2 separate regions of the Zea mays genome follow, and region 2 is linked to region 1. The links are chromatin contacts, called in public Hi-C maps. All regions are on one chromosome and are shown on one strand. The core of a region is the stretch at or near the end of the contact, and the rest is flanking DNA. Distances in the headings are between cores, read along the strand shown.

The links. Hi-C and Micro-C count contacts between places; a contact is called where the count stands out from the background.
Region 2: a Hi-C map of ear shows a contact between it and region 1, with 5 times the contacts expected there. The contact joins the promoter of LOC103627519 here to the promoter of LOC100281039 in region 1. A contact is called at or near these places in 3 of 25 Hi-C or Micro-C datasets (ear, endosperm and leaf).

The regions. Positions count from the first base shown.
Region 1 is chr5:197,042,328-197,045,840 of Zm-B73-REFERENCE-NAM-5.0, forward strand. LOC100281039 (rho guanine nucleotide exchange factor) reads left to right here and starts at 1,487. Exons shown (of 5, transcript NM_001366160.1): 1 at 1,487-1,842; 2 at 2,964-3,041; 3 at 3,120-3,204. The coding sequence starts at 1,537.
Region 2 is chr5:197,204,379-197,207,645 of Zm-B73-REFERENCE-NAM-5.0, forward strand. It overlaps LOC103627519 (protein FAR1-RELATED SEQUENCE 5-like), which reads right to left and starts at 1,465. Exons shown (of 3, transcript XM_008647812.4): 1 at 1,224-1,465; 2 at 1-1,095. The coding sequence starts at 1,264. LOC100279420 reads left to right here and starts at 1,625. Exons shown (of 2, transcript XM_023300204.2): 1 at 1,625-3,267. The coding sequence starts at 1,683.

The DNA.
Region 1 (3,513 bases), core at 237-2,736:
ATCTGAACCGTAGGACCGTAGCTCATAGTCCAGCCGCTACACCGACTAACTCCATCACTCTGCTACATTAGTACTCGAACCTCTAGACAGTGACCAAGCCCTCAAGCTCCAACCTCCAAACTTCTTGCAGATTCTCTTAGGTGCTAGGGTTGAAGGGACTGCATAAAATTATTGCCTACTTGGGAGTTGACCTAGTGGCTATCGCCTAGGAATCTAGGGGCCTTGCCTTAGTTGCCACATGCCTCAAAGTAGAAGGTCCATGCCCTAATGGCCTATCCATATCGTCATCGGCCACTCAAGGAGCTAGAAGCTGCAGTCCACCGTTGGCTACCTTAGAAGGTAGGGCATGTCCATAACGCTAGTGAAACAGAGAGGAAAGGGCCATACCTTGGTTGTCGTGTGCCTAGTAGAAGGATCCATGACCTTGCCATTGTTGCGAGTACGGGGATCCGCGAGGGGATTGGATGTGGGAGAAATGTCCCCCAATGTCATTTGTGGAGATGGGGACTAAGATGGCGGGGCATTTCTCAATGGGGAATTCCCATTGCTATCTCTACTCATGAAAACACGCCCTGGTTGCCAACTAGTTTTCATCATGTCTATAAAGATAGGACCCTTTTCCCAACAAATAGTTGAAGGCTATTGATGGCAAATTCGATACGAGACTAAGGAAATGGATGAAAAGTGAATACTTGTCTGCTGCGAAAAAACTAGTATTGATTAATTATCGGGTACATATGTTTATGCTATCTCTTTTGAAATACTTATTTTAGTATTTTAAGATACAATGTTTTGTTCCATAAGAGGAAATTGTTCTAGTTTTGTATTTCAATTTCAATTCAGCCTAGCTAAACAACAATTTAGACTAAGCTTTGCATCAACTTCTTTTCTAGCAAAAACATTTGAACACGATCAATAGATTAAGCTAGCATACAAGTATACACTAAGATGCCTGATTCCAAAAAAGAACATACTGATGTTGATTTAATCCTCGTGAATTTTTAGTCCATGAACACTGATCAGTCTTTTTTATCAGGCCCTTTTTTCATTCTTTTTTTAGAATCCAGGCCCTTTTTACATAATGGATTCAATTGGGCCCGGGTTTCGGTTTGACATTATCCCGTTAGACCAACTCCAGCAACACTCCCCATCCCACTCCGCATCCGCATTTTGCACGGTCTGAGGCACTATTGCGCTCTCCAGCAGGCTCCGCATCCGTCTCCGCAAAATAGACGCCGTGTCCGTGCACTCCCCATTTCCACGCTTTCTCTCTCCTCTCCGCAGCTCTCTGCGTGCGCGCGCGGCTGCTCGCGGGCCTCAGGTGTCATAGACTGCATGCGGAGTGGGATGGGGAGTGTTGCTGGAAACGGAGACGGATACGGAGAGGAGAGAGAATGTGTTGACCGCGCGTTTTAGGGATACGGAGAGGGAGTCTGCTGGAGTTGGTCTTAGAAAGTAGGTCGGCGTCGGCCTGCTTCCAGTTTACCGCAGCGGGGCGACTGACGCGCCTCCGACGACACGCCAGGTCCGGCATCCATGGGCGCCGCGGCGGCCGACCTCGAGGCGCGTCAGCTCCGCATCCTCGGCCGTATTTCTGACCTCGAGCTCGCCGCGCAGCAGCACCGCCTCGGGGCGCTCTCCATCTCCACCGCGCCCTCAGAGAAAGGCGAGGCCGACGCGGGGGCTACCGAGGTTCATCTCGCAGCCCTCCTGGCCGCGCGCGGCGTGCGGGACTTCGCCTTCCGTCGCGTTCCCGCCGACTACTACGACCGCTCCCTCGAGGAGCGGCGCGACCTGCTCCGAGCCGACTCAGTCGCCCAGCTCTGCAAGAGTATCGTCATGGTTTGGCTCGCCCCCTTTCCATTTCCTCGCGGCTGTTTCGTCGAGCACTAAGCATGCCGTCTGCCTAACTGTTAGGTTGACTACAATTACGTTAATTTAGCATTTTATAGTGATTTTTTGTGCGCATAGGATAGTTTGAATAGGATAATTTACTGATGATTGTTGCTATTGAATATTGAACAATTAATCATGTACTCTCTGAAGACTGCAAATAGTTATGTTGAATTTGTTTGTATAAATAGTATCATGGGCGCAATTGCTATGGTTTGTTGGTGGCTAAGTAAAGATCATGCGTTATGCGTTATGGAGTAGTACTGTGCTATCCTGTTGAAGATTCAAAATAAGTGCATAACTGCTGTTTCTCATTATTTCATTGCATGTAGGCTGATGGACAGCAGAGTTTGCTGTTTTATATGCTACTATGTTATGAGCTACGGCAAGTTGCAACGAAATTTGTTATGGCATTTCTATCTTATATCAGAGATAATCAGTGCCAAGTTTATCAGAAGCAGTTGTTTTTTCTCCGAAATAATTAACACTGTCTATAATGCGCTTAATCCTATATAGGATATTACCTAAATCAATTTCCCTTTATTTTTGGTGCAAGTAGCTGTGTTTGCTAATTTGTTGATCACATTTGATTGCTATATGGCATAGATAAGAGATAAAGACCACTATATGCGAGCACCTCAAAGTTTGAGTTGAAAATTTCCTGCTTTGAACATTAAGGAGAGAGGTTGACATGCTTGTGTGCTTCATCAGTTTCTTTTAGAATTTTTCACCCATTTAAAATATCTGTGCAACAGGAACTTTTTAAATCGCATTGGACTTATTTAAATTCTACAGTTCATTGAGAATCAGAGTTGTAATCTGAGCAATGGTGGAGCATCACTGCTTATCAGCTTAATTGGATTGTCTGAACACTAAACAAGTACTATTTTATCCTGGGAAGGACATGCATTGAAGCATAGAGCTACAGTTTTTTGATCCTACCTCAATTTTTTTTTCACGAACAATACACTAGAACCGCCTGTCATTTCACTAAGAAGATCCTGCCTCCAAATCTGATAATAATCTTTCTTTAACATTAGTTATGATGAATTATGTCCATCTTTTATTAGGTGAACACCCAAGCTGCTGCAGATGTTGTTGATTGCAGTAATCCAAAGAATTCAAAATACTATGTCGTTGTTGTTCAGGTAAGCTTTAATATATCAATCTACCATTTTAAATTTATATATCTCGTGTTTATATTGATGTAATGTATATTCCTGCAGTATATGGCACGGCTTAACGCTGAAAACATCAAGAACTTCCTGTATGAACTAAATGAGAAGCAAATACCGAAAAAGAGATTTAACAGTAAGATTCTTTTACAATGTATTTGAAATTCCCTTTTGAAGTCCCTCAGCTTTTTAAAAAATAGGCTGCATTCAGGTGGTGTATCTCATTTTATATGGCTGACTGCTGCTAGGGCAAGCACTTTTTCCTATGTGGATGATGGTCTCTACGTGGAGCTCCTTGATTCATATTTGGGGAATTCTTGTAAAAGGACGGACCCAGTGTTGTCATCATAAAAAAATAAGGAATGTACTAAATCATGTACAAACAGTGGCAGAGGGCACGTTATGGCCCACTATGGCTCGTGCCATGCCTAAATTGCACGTCCCA
Region 2 (3,267 bases), core at 215-2,714, 160 kb after region 1:
AATTCTCTGTCAAATGTTTCCTGGTCCACATACTCAAACATGCATGCACTGAAATCAGCTAGAACATTTGAGCCTTTAGCTTTTTCTTGTTTAGGCAAATGTTTGATAGCATTTTGCATTATGTGAAAAGTGCACAATCCATGCCATGCCTCATGAAACACTAGTTCAACCGCCTTCCCCATTGCAAAATCTTGGTCTGTGTAGAACGTTTTTGGTTGTTTTCTATTATGTGCTTGTAGAAAGGTCTCAAAGAGCCACCGAAAAGACTCAAATGTTTCATCATACATTAGAGCAGCACCAAAAACTACTGTTTCTCTGAACTGGTTGAATCCAACAAAAACACCAAAAGGCCGACTCTCTCTATTTGTTCCAAAAGTAGTGTCAAAGGAAACAACATCACCAAAATGTATATAATCAGCAATCATTTTAGCATCAGCCCAAAATATGTTTGCAATCTTCTCCTCAATATCCATTTGTGTCGCATATTGAAATGATGGGTTCTCTGCTATTTTATCTTGAAAGTATTTGAGCATGCTTCCAGCTTGACCATATGCCATCTCTCGTTGTCGCTTTCCCCTCAAATAGTTTTTATGGTCACGTAGGGTATAACTCAGATTAAGCGGTCCACCCACTTGGCGACATGCTAATTCGTGTGATGCTTTAGGACCTATTCCTGAATCATCAGCAGCTTCAATTTCAAAGGCTTGCAATTCTGAAATTTTTCTTTGTGACACCATCAAGTGAAAAGTTTCTGGTGAGTGAAGGTCATGATTGTGTTCCAACTTTAGATCATAAACTTTATATCCATCCATCTCTTTATCCTTTGCAAGACCCATACGCACTTCACAATCCGTTCTTGTTTCAGCTCGTTGACATTTTACTTGATCACTCCTTTTGTCCTTTCCTCTATGACCTTCATTGGCACAAACAAATCTACATGATGTTATCTTTCCATCAATCTTACTTTTGTTTGCATAGTGCTTTCTAACATCAAAACCACTCTGACCATCGTATGCCAGCCAAAACTTCCAACCCTCTTCTGGATTTCTAAATTTCATGCCAACATGAGGAACTAAACAGGGCAAAACTTTCTCCCTGAAATTCATTAGTACTTTCGTCATTGTGTATACAAGGCAATAACTAAATTCCTTTGTGTTGTACGGCTACATCAAAAGTTCAGAAATCTAATGCTATGAGACACAAAATAAATAAATCTTACTCACGTGTAGGGTTTGTAGGGTTCTCCATTCACATCCTCTCCCATCTTCCCTTGAACTGGATGAATCGCTCGTTTGCCCTCGAAATTTGCTCTTTGTGCTGCATCAGCAAACGGTGTTGTGCTGGAGTGAATTTTTCCTTCGATATGTTGCTTTCCCGCTGCCTTTTTCTTCCATTGGCACTGACGGCGGCATGTCTAAAGAGGCTGCGTACTAGAGGAGTCAAATAACAATAGGAGAAATTATTGGGCCAGAATATGGGCTATAGGTACAAGTCTAGCAAAACATAGAGGCCGACAGGCGCACGGCACGTCGAGCGAGAGGGACGCCTGGCAACCGTTGGATTTGCGATGGACGAACGCACTGCAGCCTGCAGTACTGCAGATGATCTGGTTCCGTTTGCTTAGCCCCCCCCCCCCCCCCCCCCCCCCAGATTTCGCCGCGAGATTATATGGGATTCGGTAGATGAGGGCGGCGCTATTCGGTGCCCAGCGGAACGGGGCTGCGGACCCCATCGGAGGCGGAAAGACGCTGTTCTGGCCGGAGGGGAAGGCGAAGACGCTGTTGGAGCCGTGGTCCGTGCTGGACTGCACGCGGAGCCCCAGCAACTCAACGTCGACGCTGTCGTCGTCCCTGGGCAGCGGCGCTGAGGACTCGACCGGCGTGGCGGTGGTTTCGGACAGAAGCGCCGCCGCCGAAGCCACCAAATGGGGAGCCCCCGGCGAGCACGGCGGCGGCGGCGGGAAGGAGGACTGGGCCGGCGGCTGTGAGCTGCCGCCGATTCCCACCGGCCTCGACATGGGGGTCGTGGTCGCCGACAGCTGGGACGCCATGCTCGGCAACGCCGCTGCGGCGGCGCAGGACCAGACGTTCTTGAACTGGTTCATTGGGGCCGCCGGCGACTTGGATCAGTCAGGACCGCCGCTTCCCGTGCACCACCAGCCGCTCCTCGACAATGTGGGCTTCGGGTTCCCGGCAGCGGACCCTCTGGGTTTCACGCTCGATCCCCACCTCGGCGGCGTTGCCTCTGACATGTCGTCCCCTGGTGCGGTGTCGCAAACTACCAACAGTGGCGGCGGTGGCAACAAGGCGTCCTCGGCCTTCGGCCTCTTATCCCCGGAGTCTGCTTCCTTCCAGCCGCCGCCGCTTCCGGTGCTGTTCCATGAAGGCATCGACACAAAGCCCCCTCTTGATACGCAGTCGCCCGGCCTCCTCCACCAGTACCAGCACCAGCCGACCCCCGCCACAACCTTCCTCATGTCCATCCCCTCCTTCCCCAGCTACAATCAGCAGTCGCCACTCGTCCATCCACCGGCCAAACGTCATCAATCCATAGGAGGCGACCTCTATCTCGCCCGAACTCGGCTTCTGCCGCCGCCGCCGACGGGGCAAGGTCATGCCTTTCCACCACTAAATGGTCCTGCTCCATTCCAGCTCCAGCCTTCGCCGCCACTGCCCCACGGGGCAATGAAGAGGACGGCTGCGGAGGCGGCGCAGCAGCAGTTGCTGGACGAGCTGGCGGCGGCGGCAAAGGCCGCTGAAGCTGGCAATTCCATTGGCGCGCGAGCGATATTGGCGCGGCTCAATCACCAGCTTCCCCCGCTCGGGAAGCCGTTCCTCCGCTCCGCCTCCTACCTCAAGGAGGCCCTCCTCGCGCTCGCCGAAGGCCATCACGGCGGCTGCCACCTCAAATCACCGCTCGACGTTGCCCTCAAGCTCGCGGCGTACAAGACTTTCTCTGATCACTCGCCCGTGCTCCAGTTCACCAACTTCACCGCAACGCAGGCACTTCTTGACGAAATTGGTGGCAGCACGTCGTCCTGTATCCATGTCATCGATTTTGATCTTGGCGTTGGAGGCCAGTGGGCTTCTTTCTTGCAGGAACTTGCACACTGCCGTGGCGCAGGTGGCGCAGCTCTGCCGTTCGTTAAGCTCACTGCCTTTGTATCAGCTGCTTCCCACCATCCACTGGAGCTGTGTCTTGCGCGTGACAACATTGCACAGTTTGCTGTTGACCTTGGAATTCCCTTTGAGTTCAGTGCTATCAGTG